Linked DNA regions of Ovis aries: region 2 is linked to region 1. A link is a contact called in public Hi-C data. All regions are on one chromosome and are shown on one strand. Each heading gives the region's core, a stretch centred on a gene start, on an enhancer-like site or on the middle of the called end of the contact. The rest is flanking DNA. Distances are from core to core; before and after follow the strand shown.

Region 1 (7,624 bases), core at 2,693-5,192:
GTCAAGTGGGCCTTAGAAAGCATCACTACGAACAAAGCTAGTGGAGGTGATGGCATTCCAGCTGAGCTATTTCAAATCCTGAAAGATGATGCTGTGAAAATGCTGCACTCAATATGCCAGCAAATTTGGAAAACTCAGCAGTGGCCACAGGACTGGAAAAGGTCAGTTTTCATTCCAATCCCAAAGAAAGGCAATGCCAAAGAATACTCAAACTACCGCACAATTGCACTCATCTCACATGCTAGTAAAGTCATGCTCAAAATTCTCCAAGCCAGGCTTCAGCAATACATGAACCGTGAACTTCCAGATGTTCAAGCTGGTTTTAGAAAAGGCAGAGGAACCAGAGATCAAATTGCCAACATCTGCTGGATCATGAAAAAAGCAAGAGAGTTCTAGAAAAACATCTATTTCTGCTTTATTGACTATGCCAAAGCCTTTGACTGTGGATCACAATAAACTGTGGAAAATTCTGAAAGAGATGGGAATACCAGACCACCTGATCTGCCTCTTGAGAAACCTATATGCAGGTCAGGAAGCAACAGTTAGAGCTGGACATGGACCAACAGACTGGTTCCAAATAGGAAAAGGAGTATGTCAAGGCTGTATATTGTCACCGTGCTTATTTAACTTCTATGCAGAGTACATCATGAGAAACGCTGGGCTGGAAGAAGCAGCAGCTGGAATCAAGATTGCCGGGAGAAATATCAATAACCTCAGATATGCAGATGACACCACACTTATGGCAGAAAGTGAAGAGGAACTAAAGAGCCTCTTGATGAAATTAAAAGAGGAGAGTGGAGAGAGTTGGCTTAAAGCTCAGCATTCAGAAAACTAAGCTCATGGAATCCAGTCCCATCACTTCATGGGAAATAGATGGGGAAACAGTGGCTGACTTTATTTTTCTGGACTCCAAAATCACTACTGATGGTGATGGCAGCCATGAAATTAAAAGACGCTTACTCCTTGGAAGGAAAGTTATGACCAAATTAGACAGTTTATTAAAAAGGAGAGATTATTTTGCCAGCAAAGTTCCATCTAGTCAAAGCTAAGCTTTTTCCAGTAGTTATGTATGGATGTGAGAGTTGGACTATAAAGAAAGCTGAGCACCAAAGAATTGATGCTTTTGAACTGTGGTGTGGAGAAGACTCTTAAGAGTCCCTTGGACTGCAAGGAGATCCAACCAGTCCATCCTAAAGGAAATCCATTCTGGGTGTTCATTGGAAGGACTCATGTTGAAGCTGAAACTCCAATATTTTGGCCACCTGATGCGAAGAGGTGACTCATTTGAAAAGACCCTGATGCCGGGAAAGATTGAGGGCAGGAAGAGAAGGGGATGACAGAGGATGAGATGGTTGGATGGCATCACTGGCTCAATGGACATGAGTTTGAGTGAACTCTGGGAGTTGGTGATGGACAGGGAGGCCTGGCATGCTGCAGTTTATGGGGTCACAAAGATTCAGACACGACCGAGTGACTGAACTGAACTGAACTTGAGAGGGTTAGGCCCTGTTGTCCTCTGTTTCCTCACTGCAATTAACAAAAAGAGAAAAGGATGAATTGAGAGAGCAGCATTGACACATATACACTACTTATCTCAGGTGGCCTCAGCCTGCAATCGCTTGGAGGGAGGCTTGGGTTTCCAGCCACAGAGCGAGGCCAGGCTGTGGTGGTGAGTGCACCAGATCCTGGCCATTAGACCAGTGGTCAGTGACAAGGGGCCTGGCCCTTTGGCTTTGCAGAAAAGAATTTCCACAAAGACAGAAAGTAGTGAAGCAAGTAGTTATCAAGAGGAAAAGAGAGTACAGGACGTGTGCATAGACACACGTGCAAACTCAGAGGGAAAGTCCTTGAACTGTGTTCCCATGGCAGGTAAAATCACTTACATGGGGCATTTCTTCCTGTTTTCCTTTGGCCAATCATTTTGATTTCCCTGATTCACAGTTTATATTTGGTATATCTCAGGATCCTTCCATGTGTGTACAGGCGTCTCTTAGCCAAGATGAATTCTACCACAAAGGCCTGTGGGTAGAGCATCCATTGACATCAATCCCCCTTTAACCTCCAAGGAGCTTTTCAGTGCACATGTGGTTGGGGAGGTCTCCTGACTTCAAGAATGAGAAGTACGTTGTCTAGGCAGGGCCCAGCCTCCTCCCTTAATTGTCCTGCTCTTACAATATATTAGGGCTTCCCTAGTGGCTCAGACAGTAAAGAAGCTGCCAACAATGCAGGAGACCCGGGTTGGATCCCTGGGTTGAGAAGACCCCCTGGAAAAGGGAATGGCTACCCACTCCAGTATTCTTGCCTAGAGTACTCCAAGAACTGAGGAATCTGGTGGGCTACAGTATTATATCAGTTTTATTATTGTAATTATTGAACAACAGCATATAATTGTAATCCACTCATATAATTATTCATATATATTATGAATATATGAATACATAATCATATATATTATTCATAATCATATAATTATTGGACAACAACAATTATTATTGTTGTGTTAGTCACTCAGTTATGTCCAACTCTTTGCACCACCATGGACTGTAGCCCACCAGACTCTTCTGTCCATGGGATTCTGTGAAATTATATTATTTCACAGGGAATTATATTATTAATACTTGTGGATATATTATATTATTATTCCACAGGGAATGAATCTCCAATTGCTTTACCCTGGGGGTGGGCATGCGTCTCCTTTTTCACCACCCAGTGTAAACTAGACAGCTAGTGGGAAGCTGCTGTGTAACGCAGGGAGCTGAACTTGGTGCTCTGTGACAACCTAGAGGGCTGGGATGGGGGGTGGTGGGAGGGAGGCTCAAGAGGGAGAGGATATTTGTATACTGATTCTTGTTGTTGTATGGCAGAAACTAACACAACATTGTGAAGAAATTATACTCCAGTTAAAAAATAAACTTAAAAACGAGAGAAGAAATCACTTCTTCCCGGCATATGATGAGGTAGAGACTTGGTACAGAGTTAATGCTCTAAGATGCAAGTAGCTCCCTCTTGGTTCTTCAGTGGCCCGTCACAAGTGCCTGTAGTGGCTGCATGAGTCTGTGTTCTCCTCAAATGTCTCCTTGGAAGAGTGGGTACTACACCCCAAGTTCTCTTATGATTTTAGCTTTTTTCTTTTTTTTCCAAAGGAAGTACTTTCCAACATACACAACAGAAAAGTGAACATATAGTAAACCTTTGCACCCATCACTAGTTTCAACAATCAACAAAGACTACGTCTCCTGTGTCACCGACCTCCCCCCATAATTTTTTTTCTTGGAATATTTTAAAGCAAATTTCATCCCTCCTATCATTTCAGCTATAAACATTCCAGTGCGTATAACAGAAAAAAACATTAAAGAACATAACCACAATTTTTTTATTACACCCCAAAATGAAGTATTCTTCATTAATGTAATCTAACACCCAGTCCATATTTGTTTTCTCCCCAGTGATCTCAACAACGTCTTTTTACTACTGATTTGATTGAATCAGGATTCCCCAAAAGTTCACATTACATTTGATTATAAGGTCTCCTAGACATTTTCACACCAATCTGCTGTTCTGTTTTCAGTGGAAATGCTAGAAAAATGAGGAAGTTCTTACTTCCTGAAAATCTCCCAGCCTACTTCCTGAAACCATTCCAAGTAAACAAATATTATCATCTCCTTTTTTGGGTGTTTTTTAAATGACAAAAAAGAATTCACCCCAAAAAAAGGATTCAGCAGCTTTGAGATAAGTGGGTTCCTCAAACAGCTTTCAAACCCTAACAGTCATCCCAGTGAAGGAGAAAGGCAGGCTATACTTCAGTGCTGCTGTTGGAGGGACTTTTTTCTTTGCAGAAAGACTTTTTTATGCCCTCCCACCTGCTTTTCGAAATCCACTAACCACAAAATTTACTCCATCCACTTTTTTCTCTCTCCCTTCCACACTCCCTCTCTCTTTTTAGCAGCAACATACAAGCCGGCCATATTAGAGAGATGGAAATAAAGCTTCCTTAATGTTGTATGTGTCTTTGAAGTACATCTGTGCATTTTTTTTTTTAGCATCTAACCATTCCTCCCTCGTAGCCCTCGGCCCCTCAAATCACCCTCTCCCCTATCCCACCCGACTAACATCTCAGTCTGAAAATGCACAGAAATGCCTGGCTACCTCGCCCTGCCTTCAGTCTCACGGGGCTCAGTCTCTTTTTCTCTTTAGGTAAGTTAGACTGCACATCTGCATGCTCCTGAGGGGTCCAGAAGTGCAGCTGCAACAGGAGGAGGATGGGGGCCGGGGGCAGGAAAGAGGACATTGCTTGTGCTTCCCTTGGTGTCCTTGGGGAGAGAGGTGCTGGGACTGGGGGACGGCATAATGCAGTCCGGGGGACCGCATAATGCTGGGGTGAGCTGGTCCCAGAAATGCTGGGTCAGGGGATCCGAGTGTTCCCCGGAGGTGTCAAGAGAAGTGATTTTTCTGTGGATTTCCCTGAAATGGACCTGTGTGGGGGTGGGGGCAGAGGGTAGGTTGATCTGCAGAGCCTCTTCATGGATTTTTGCTTTCAGCTGCAGATGATCTGGGACTTAATGTCTGTGAATCTTCAGAATCTGGCGGATTTAGGGTATTGAAGAGTATTCGGTGGTGGAGTAGGGGGCAGAAAGTTGAGTCTGGGTCTGGCTTCCTGGAAATCTGTACCACTGATTTGTTGCTGTGTGTAGGGGCGTAGGTGGGAAGCAGGCTTGAGGAATGATCTCGAAATTGGGATGAGAACTGCTGAAGCAGGCACTGATGAAGAAGCTCTCTGGCTTGGGCCAGATGGAGTGGAGGAGGGGTCAGGTGAAGGGATCAGGAGAAAAAAAAAAGCAACTCATGGACTGAGGGTGGTTGTGGCCCTTTAGATCTTGTCTCCAAACTGCCCAGCACTGCCCCCACCACCCCGCTTGCAGACTGTCAAGAGATCCAAATGCTAATTTCATACCTGGCTTCTCATGGACTTCCTAGTGGGTAGGTGGGTGAGGGAGTTACTTGCAAACCTGCTGTCTAGGTAGTTTCACTCTTGCTCTTACACTTACTCACTGAGGGCATAGCAATTGAGGATCCAGTCCAAGGGCTGTCAGTGGGAATATTCCCTATCACAAAGTCTCTCTCACTCCCTCTCTTTAACCCTCTTTCTCTCTCCTTCTCTGGCAAGCTGTGCTGGCTATTGGTGGCGCTAGAGTTAAAGAACCTGCCTGCCAATGCAGGAGACACAAGAGACGCAAATTCACTCCCTGGGCGGGGAAGATCCCCTGGAGGAGGGCATGGCAACCCACTCCAGTATTCTTGCCTGAAGAATCCCATGGACAGAGGAAGCTGGCAGGCTACAGTCCATGGGGTCACAAAGAGTTGGACATGACTGAAGTGAGTTAGCATACATGCTGGCTATTGGGCCGGAGTGCTAAACAGAGACAGCACAGGGCCCCTGGCAGCCTGCAAGGCAAATGAGCTTTGCTGGATTATTGGATGTATTAACAGTGTTACAGAAGCTAAGGTGGTAGAAAGAGCATGAGCCTTGGATTCCATCTGGGTTTAAAGCCACCTTTGTCATTTACTTCATATTATTGCCAAGTTACTCACCTCTTTCCTGGGTGAACTGAAGAATATCTACTGCCTGGGTGTTTTTGAGTCTGGCACACAGCAGATGCTCAATGATAGTTAACATTTATGAATGCTTTTCACATGCCCATGCACTGGGTATCTTGTTTAGTCCTGAGGCAGTCGGTAATCATGTGGGGTAGACATGCTGTGATTCTCATGTTGCTGCTGCTGCTGCTGCTGAGTTGCTTCAGTCGTGTCTGAGTCTGTGCGACCCCATAGACGGCAGCCCACCAGGCTCCCCCGTCCCTGGGATTCTCCAGGCAAGAACACTGGAGTGGGTTGCCATTTCTTTCTCCAATGCATGAAAGTGAAAAGTGAAAGTGAAGTCGTTCAGTCGTGCCCAACTCTGCGACCTCATGGACTGCAGCCTGCCCCGCTCCTCCATCCACAGGATTTTCCAGGCAAGAGTACTGGAGCGGGGTGCCATTGCCTTCTCCGTGATTCTTATGTTACAGATAGGGAAACAGGCACAGATAAGTAACTTGCCCAATACGGTCACAGGAATAGTTTAAAGGGAGTTGAGATTTGGACCCTTGGTTGTCTGACTTCAGCCCATTCTTAACCACTGAACTTTACTGCCCCCCAATGTTTGAGAAATGGTACTGCTATGCTAAAAATGGGCTTCTGGGTTAGCTCAGCTGGTAAAGAATCAGCCTGGAACGCACTACACCCTGGTTTGATCCCTGGGTCAGGAAGATCCCATGGAGAGCAGATAGGCTATCCACTCCAGTATTCTCGGGCTACCCTGGTGGCTCAGATGGTAAAGAATCCGCCTGCAATGCGGGAGACCTGAGTTCTATCTGTGGGTTGGGAATATCCCCTAGAGGAGGAAATGGCAACCTACTCCAATATTCTTGCCTGGAAAATCCAATGGACAGAGAAGCCTGGTGGGCTACAGTCCATGGGGTTGCAAAGAGTCAGACACAACTGAGCGACTAAGCACAGCACATGCTAACCATAATTTGGATTAAAGAATCTTAAATATGGGCAAAAAGAGGGGAGCTGCGTGAGTGACCAGTGTATAAGGAGATGGGGAACAGGACATGCGGTCTCTTCCAGGAGTTAGAGAGAGCTTCCTATGGGAAGGAGAGCCTTCCCTAAGTGAAGAAAGGGAAAGTGTTTGGGGGACCAGAACCAGGGTGTGGCTCAGGGGAAGATGGAGTCTGGGGTGAAGAAGTCAGGGTGTGGAGGCTGTGATGTGGTGGTGGGCGGAAACTAAAGCTTCTGCAAACCTGGATGTGGGGAAGATGCAAGAGTGAGGACCTTGAACTTGAACTTGGTTGGTGCTGTGATGAGGCATGCTCTGGCACTCCAAGGCCAAGGAGTCAGGTGGATAAGGAAACTGATGGCTGTAGCAGCAACGGTCCCTGAGATGGAGGGATGCCACAGGTGATAAGGGTGGGGCTATGACAGGGGCTGGGTTTGTGAGGATGACTACAGAGCTGATAAAGGGGCAGGAGACAGCTGGTCAACCTGCTGTACACACGGCAGATGCACTAAGACTAGTTCTCAGTTAGAAGCAATCCAATTGATTGATCTTTCCTAGAGTTTTTCTCAAGACCCTTGGCTCCGTAGTCACCGGACTGGTCACCAAAGTCTGGATTATGTTGTTCTTTAGTCACTAAATCGTGTCTGACTCTTTTGTGGACATTGTAGCCCGCCAGTCTCCTCTGTCCATGAGATTTTCCCAGGCAAGAATAGTGGAGTGGGGTGCCATTTCCTTCTCCAGTGGATGTTCCCAACCCAGGAATCAAACCTGTGCTTGGCAGGTGGATTCTTCACCACTGAGCCACCTGGGAAGCCCCTGGGTCATATTAGGTGAGGCCTAGAAAGTGGAGTCTGGTCCTCACTCAAGCCCACTGTACATGAACACATGGGGGAAAAGGCCTTCCCTTCTCTTCCCTTCCCCCTGCCTCCGGGTCTGGAAGACTTTTATTGAGGGTCCACTGTGTGTCATTCACTGTTCTAAGTCCAGGGATGCCAAGATGGATAAGAATCAGCTCCCCAGAGTCTC
Region 2 (7,624 bases), core at 2,926-5,425, 170 kb before region 1:
CTGTATGTCTCAGGGAACTCAAACAGGGGCTCTGCATCAACCTAGAAGGGTGAGATAGGAAGGGAGATGGGAGGGAGGTTCAAGAAGGAGGGGACATGTATACCTATGGCTGATTCATGTTAAGGTTTGACAGAAAACAACAAAATTCTGTAAAGCAATTATCCTTCAATTAAAAAAAAAAAAAAAAAAACTTCATAGCCCAATTCATTTAACTTTCGAATCGTTGGTTGTGTGATGTGTTGTTGGGAGCTGTTGTGGAGAATTGGGCCCTTTCTGTTGACCAATGCCAGCTGCAGGCATTGCAGGTTTTGGTGTATCTCATCGATCTGCTGAGCATACTTCTCAGATGTAATGGCTTCTCTGGAATTCAGAAAGCTGTAGTGGATCAGGCTGGCAGCAGACCACCAAACAGTGACCATGACCTTTTTTGGGGTGCAGGTTTGGCTTTGGGAAGTGCTTTGGAGCTTCTTCTCAGTGCAACCCCTGAGTTGGATGTCACTGGTTGTCATATAAAATCCACTTTTTGTTGCATGTCACAATCTGATTGAGAAATGGTTCGTTTTTGTTGCATAGAATAAGAGAAGACGACATTCCAAAAGGACTACTTTTTTGATTTGCAGTCAGTGCATGAGGCACCTACTTATCGAGCCTTTTCAACTTTCCAATTTGTTTCAAATGCCGAATGAAAATGGTCAGCACTGAGCTCTTTGGCAACTTCTTAAAACATGTAGTTGTAAGAGGATCAGCTTTGATGATTCTCTCAATAGGTTGCTGTCAACTTCTGATGGCTGGCTACTACGCTCAACTTCAAGGCTCTCAATTCCTTTGCAAAACTTGAACCACCACTGCACTGTACATTCATTAGTTCCTGGGCCAAATGAGTTTGATGTTTCGAGTTGTCTCCACTGTTTTATGACCCATTTTGAACTTGCATAAGAAAATCGCTCAAATTTGCTTTTGTCTAACATCATTTACATAGTCTAAAATAAATAGCAAGTAATAAGTCATTAGCAAAAAAATTAAGGGAGAAATGCACATTAAAATGATGTATAACATAACCATATTTAAGAATGTATTCCAATATCAAGTGGTAAACTTCAACAATGCAGAAACCGCAATTACTTTTGCACCAACCTAAAAGAATCAGTGAACACTAGCTTCAGGCCTTTGGCTAAACCAACAGAAAAGGAAACTCTTTTTTTTTTCCTGCTTAGGTTGCTAGGCTGGTAAGACAGGAACCCAGAGTTGCCGTCTTTCCACCATCTAGTGAAGGCCTAGCCTAAAACTAAACTAACATGTAGGAAAAGACATGTGAGATGGAAAGAGAGCCTTCTCAGGTATAAAAAAGCCAATAGATTTCCCTACACTGTGGGAGCCAGTTCAAATGAGTTTTTAAAAATACAACTGAAAAGAGTTCAGATTAGTACAAAGGAGATGCATCACTTGCGCTACCTATGCAAAAAGGAAGGAAATCGAAAGCCAAGAATTAGAACGTAGGACATATACGGGCTCTAAGACTATCAAGAGACCTAAAGAGGATTTATCCTCATAAATGGCATTATTTCCTCCTTTCTCAATAATACACTGTCACATTACATAAAGCTAGCTTAAGACTTCCCTGGTAACCCAGTGGTTAGGACTTCACCTCCCAGTGCAGGGGGTGTAGGTTCAATTCCTTGTCCTCCCTGGTCCGGGAGCTAAGACCCCACATGCCTCACAGTAAAACACAAAAAACAAAATATAAAACAGAAGCAATATTGCAACAAATTCCATAAAGACTTAAAATGGTCCACAAAAAGTTAGCTTCCCATGACATTTTATCTATATCAATAGGACTTATAACTTTCTAATTATAACTTTCTACATTGTATTCCTAATGTAGATCTTCTTTCTTACTAGAAGGTAAGCAATATGAGTACAGGCTCATACCTAATTATTTTTTTTCTTGTGTCTGGTATATTCCATAAACACAAAATCCAAAACATGCATCAAATGAGTCAATCTTACATGTAATTACTCCTGACCTTCTTGTAATCAATAGCAGCACCCACAGTCCTACTTTAAGGTAAGGGTTTTACTGTTTGTCTTGGGTTGCAGTGGAAGGTCAAGGTATCAGGCCAGACACTTGTGGCCCTTTGGTATCTCAGTATGTGTAGAACAGAGAATGGAAATAAAGCTCTGTTGTCATCCATGATGAAAGACAAAAAGGGCTTTGCCTACCTCATTAAGCTCATCTTTCTCATATGTACTTCAAATCTGTGCAACAACTATTTTCATGGAAAAAGAGCTAACTGTGCAACCAGGAAAATTTTACATGAAAAGGGAGGATCATTTGATGAAACCTTTGTAGGGATGCCAGTTTAGATTTGGTCAAGGATCTCACAAATGTAAAAAGAGCAACCAGATGTGACCCACTCCAAAAGAAAAGTCTGATAAAATGGAATCTTGATATTGTTTAATATTCAATATCACTGGGAATTTATAATCTCCTTTCAACTACCATACCATAAAGCACTATCCTGTCGTCAGCCTTTGGCATGACACATCTGCCAATTCTTAGAAGTTTTTGGATTTGATTTTAAAAATGCATCCTCTTTATTTATTTATTTACTTTTGGCCGTGAGGCTTGCAGGATCTTAATTCTCCAACCAGGGATTGAATCTGGGCCCTTGGCAATGAAAGTGCAGAGTCCTAACATGGGACTGCCAGGGAATTCCCCCAATACATCCCCTTTAAAAACACATTTCTGATAGATGTGCTGCAAGGCTCTACATTTATAAAAGTTGTCTACCTCCAGTCCTATACAATCTTCTTGAGAATATGGCTAATCCTCTTAAGGGGGCACTTTCAGCCTTTAAAGACATGACCACATAAATGTTTTAACATCAAACTTGGTATTGCTTTTAAACAGAAATACTTGGAATACTTCACAAAAATGAGACTGTCATAATCAAGCTTTATTAAATCATACTCCACAAGGTTTCTTTCCTGGAGAGTAATACGTGTGTGTGCATGCACCTGCACGGTTGCCCAGCTGTGTCTCACTCTGGGACCCCGTGGCCTGTAGCCCACCCAGATCCTCTGTCCATGGAACTTCCCAGGCAAGAATATTGGAGTGGGTTGCCATTTCCTACTCCAGAAGACCTTCCCAAGGCATGGATGGAACCCGAGTCTTCTGAGCCTGCCTGCATTAGCACGTGGGTTCTTTACCATGGCACCACTTGGGAAGCCCAGAGTAATACATAGATCAAACCGAAAAAGAAATTTAAAAAATTATTTCAGGGTTACATGCTCCACCCAATAACCCTTTCAGACCTCTACATGCCAACAGATCCTTAAATTACATCAAACTAGAAGGATCTCATCAAGCTGCAAAGCAGACAGCATTCCTTCCTGGGTCCCATTTTATATGAGGGCTCCCTTGTGAGACCAAAACAGCCTATGGCAGTGAGACTAAACGTACATATCCTTGTTCTTGGAGTGAAAAGCTGATTCCAAAGAGAATACGCATCAAACATAAGCTTCTGAGCTCGGTTACTTAATTTTAGAAGTGTCCTCTAAACCCAAATGCTGAGGGAGCAAGAAGCAGAATAACAGAAGAGTTCTGAGGGGTGAATGATCACTTCCCTTAACAAATGTCAACACCTTGCCACATGGATTCAACTGGTTTGACTACAGGGACCCAAGTTTAATTTTCTCTTCTTTGGCACCAGGGTATCTGTTGTCTACTCTCTATATTTTATCACCCCAGGTTCCATAAGGGATTCGCGGCACACAGGGAGACCTACCCACTAGGGGCACGTTCTAGAGAAGGAAAGCCAAAAATAATGCAAGGCCAGGATTCTGGCCTTTTCCAGGAGCGGAATGGCAACGAGGGGCAGAAATGCCAGAAACAGGAGCACTGTAAGGGGTTCCCAAACCAGACAGGGTCGAAGTTCTTGAAGGAGAGACAGTGTTTAGGAAAGGACAGGAGAATTTGGAGGAGGTAAGCGTGCAAAGATTTGGACTGGCATCCGACTAGGAGAAAAAAAAAAAATCACACTGCAGACTCAACGATCCCCTCCCCTCCAGCCATATCCTCTCTTACCAGAGCCTGAAAGGCCAGCAGCGACGACACGACAGAGTCTCAGTGGCCGAAGAGCTGCCACTTCCGAGTCAGCAAGGCAACCGGAACTGACGTCATGACCAGGCGCCAAGCCGTGTGCAATTTCATCCAGGCGCCGGAAGCTGGGTGTGTCGCCCTGTGCTGGGAGCGGGCGCGCAAACATTCCCACAGCGCATGCACTAACTGGCTGCGGCCGGGCGGAAGTGGCCGGAAGCGGCCTTGGGGTTGGTTGTGTTGGGGGCGGGTCGCGTTGAGCAGGGAGAGCGGTGTTTCGGAGGTCGGTAGGAGTAAACGGGCCTGGGAAACCCATGTATCGGCAATAGCTATGAGGTGGTGAACCCTGGCTCTGCTTAGGCATTTACGGACTTATGCTTTCTATTTTTCCCACCGATGTGCCTTACTGAAACAGCTTCTATGATTCTTCATAGATCATTTTTGTCTGTGAAGCAACAGTAGCATTAACAATAACTGAAACTTGTGAGCTCTTATTAGGTGCCAGGCAGTGTGTTCAAATATGCTGTCTTTGATTGGGTTGCAGTTTTCTTGTCAGGTGAAGAGGATGCAGATCCTCAAGGGTACTCTGAAGTTACACAGAGGGAAAAAATGGAGCATACTTTTCAAGTGCAAGTGAAAAGACAATACCTACAGTGATGGAAAGTATTTGTAAATCACATTACTGATTTAAAAAATTATATCCAGTTATATTAAAAAGTCTATAACTCAACAATAAAACCTCAAACAACTTGATTAAAGAATGGACAATGGGCTTGAATAAATAGTGTTCTATAGAAGATATGCAAATAGCCAATAAGCGCATGAAGAGGTGCTCAATGTCACTAATCATTAGAGAAGTGCAAGTCAAGACTACAATGAAGTACTACCTCATCCCTCTTAGGAAGGTGATTATGAAAAAGTAAAAAGAAAATAAGTCTTGGTGAGGACGTGGTGAGATAGGGACCCTTGTGAATGTAAACTACTGGACTATTTCAGAAAAAGTTTAGTGTTCCTTAAAGAGTTAAACAATTATCATATGATGCTGCAATTCTACTTCTGGCTAAATACGTCAAAGAAATAGTTATTTGTACAGCACTGTTCATAGCAACATCATTTGTAGTAGGCAGAAGGTGCTGCTGCTGCTGCTGCTGCTGCTGCTGCTGCTGCTGCTGCTAAGTCGCTTCAGTCGTGTCCGACTCTGTGTGACCCCCATAGACGGCAGCCCACCAGGCTCCCCCTTCCCTGGGATTCTCCAGGCAAGAACACTGGAGTGGGTGGCAGAAGGTGGAAACAACCCAAATGTCCATTGACAGATGAATGGACACACAGAATGTGGCATATACATACAGAAGGTTATTATTAAACCTTAAAAGGGAAGGAAATTTTGCTACATGCTACAACATGAATGAACCTTGAGAATATCATGCTAAGTGAAATAAGCCAGACACAAAAGGACAAATACTATATGCCTCTACTTATATGTGGTACCTAGAGTAGGCAAATTCATAAAGACAGAAAGTTAAATAGAGGTTACCAGGGACTGGGGCGGAGAAGGCAATGGCAACCCACTCCAGTACTCTTGCCTGGAAAATCCCATGGACGGAGGAGCCTGGAAGGCTGCAGTCCATGGGGTCGCTGAGGGTTGGACACAACCGAGCCACTTCACTTTCACTTTTCACTTTCATGCATTGGAGAAGGAAATGGCAACCCACTCCAGTGTTCTTGCCTGGAGAATCTCAGGGACGGGGGAGCCTGGTGGGCTGCCATCTATGAGGTCACACAGAGTCGGACACGACTGAAATGACTTAGCAGCAGCAGCAGCAGGGACTGGGGAGAGGGAGGAATAGGGAATTATCTTTTAATAGGTAGAGTGTTTCTTCAGAATAATGAAAAAGTTATGCAAATGAGAGCTGATGGTTGCACAACATTGTGAATGTATTTAATGCCACTGAATAGTACACTTAAAAATGGTTAAAATGGTGTTTTACTTTAACACACACACACACAGACATGAATATGTACATACCAAATGTTGAGCAATCTTAGAGTGCCTATTATGTTCTAGCATTGTTTTAGCTCCTCAAGCTATAGTAGTGGAAAAAAGAATACAAGTCTTCCTTTTTGGAGTTTACAATCTGGTGAGAGTGGAGCATTTAAAATCAATGTGCATAAGGTGGATTTTTCAATAAATAGTTCCAGATTAAGTGGGTAGCTGTGTGATTGAAAAGTTAGCCAATATATTAGACCTTTATACATTGGATTAAATTAGTCTAAGATGGATCAGAGATTTAAATATATAAACCAGGAAAATGCTAGAGGAATTAATGGAAGAAAAGTTTTAAAAGAATAATCTTAGAATGGGAGAAGGCATTTTAAAATATGAAACAACCTAGAAACCATAAAAGAACAGTGAATTCTACTACATGCAAATGTTTGTAAAATGTGTGTAGAAAACCAACCATAAGTAAAGTCAAAACCCAAATAACAACACTGTGAAAATATTTGCAATTAATATTGTAAACAAAAGATCTAGTTTCCCAAATATGTAAAGGATTGTTGCAAGTCAATAAGACAATCAAAGGATATGAGCCTATATTTCATGAGCAGGAAAAACAAATGATTCACTCTCATTTTTAATTAGGAAAATGCAAATTAAAATTAAGCCAAGACGCCGTTTTAACTTATCTGATTTACAAAGTTGAAAAAGCTTAGTAGTGCACTTTTGGATTGTATATGAAACAATAGGCACTCATTAGAATTATGTATTGGTCCAAGCTCTATGAAGTGCAATTTGGCAATATTTCATTAAATGACAGGTGAAAATACATTATGGTCCTGCAATTGCATTTATTTGTATTTGTTACAAATAGTCTTAATGTTCAAAATAACATTTATCGTTAGAACTAAAACTATAAAAACATCTTTGTGATCTTGGGTTTGGCAAGGATTTCTTAGTCATGACACCAAGCGCACAATCCATAAAAGAAAAAAAAGAGTAGAACAGATTTCAGCAAAATTAAAAACCTTTGCATTTCAAAGGACACCATTAAGAAAATGAAAAGACAAATCACAGACTGGTAGATATATTTGCAAATCATATATCTGCTAAAAGACTTTTATTTGAAAATATATAAAAACGTTTACAATTCAATAGTAAGAAGAAAAACAAATAACTGAATTTTAAAAGTTGTGAATACGCACTTCACTAAAGATATGATGAGAATAGCCAATAAGCACATGAAAAGATGTTCAACATCGTTAGTCATTAGAGAATGCAAATCAAAGCCATAATAAGATACTGTTTTACATCCCCTAGAATGGCTATACTAAAAAAGATAGTAACGAACTTTTGTGAGGATGAGAAGAAAGAGGAACCCCAACCACTTATCGCTGCTGGGAATGTAAAATGGAACAGCCAGTTTGGCAAACACTTTGGCAGTTTCTTAAACTGATATAGATAAATTTACCATACCACCCAGCAATCCTTCCCTCCTAGGTAGCAACCCAGAGAAATGAAAACATATG

What was found. Hi-C and Micro-C count contacts between places; a contact is called where the count stands out from the background.
Region 2: a Hi-C map of skin fibroblasts shows a contact between it and region 1, with 2.7 times the contacts expected there. The contact joins the promoter of UBE4A here to the promoter of SCN2B in region 1. A contact is called at or near these places in 5 of 16 Hi-C or Micro-C datasets (blood, liver, skin fibroblasts and 1 more).

The regions. Positions count from the first base shown.
Region 1 is chr15:28,609,817-28,617,440 of ARS-UI_Ramb_v3.0, reverse strand. SCN2B (sodium voltage-gated channel beta subunit 2) reads left to right here and starts at 3,942. Exons shown (of 4, transcript XM_042232696.2): 1 at 3,942-3,999. The region is part of intron 2 of LOC132657861 (a long non-coding RNA gene); the gene reads right to left.
Region 2 is chr15:28,778,273-28,785,896 of ARS-UI_Ramb_v3.0, reverse strand. UBE4A (ubiquitination factor E4A) reads right to left here and starts at 4,175. Exons shown (of 21, transcript XM_060399316.1): 1 at 1,060-4,175. It overlaps LOC443398 (T-cell surface glycoprotein CD3 gamma chain), which reads right to left. Exons shown (of 5, transcript XM_060399311.1): 5 at 6,927-7,624.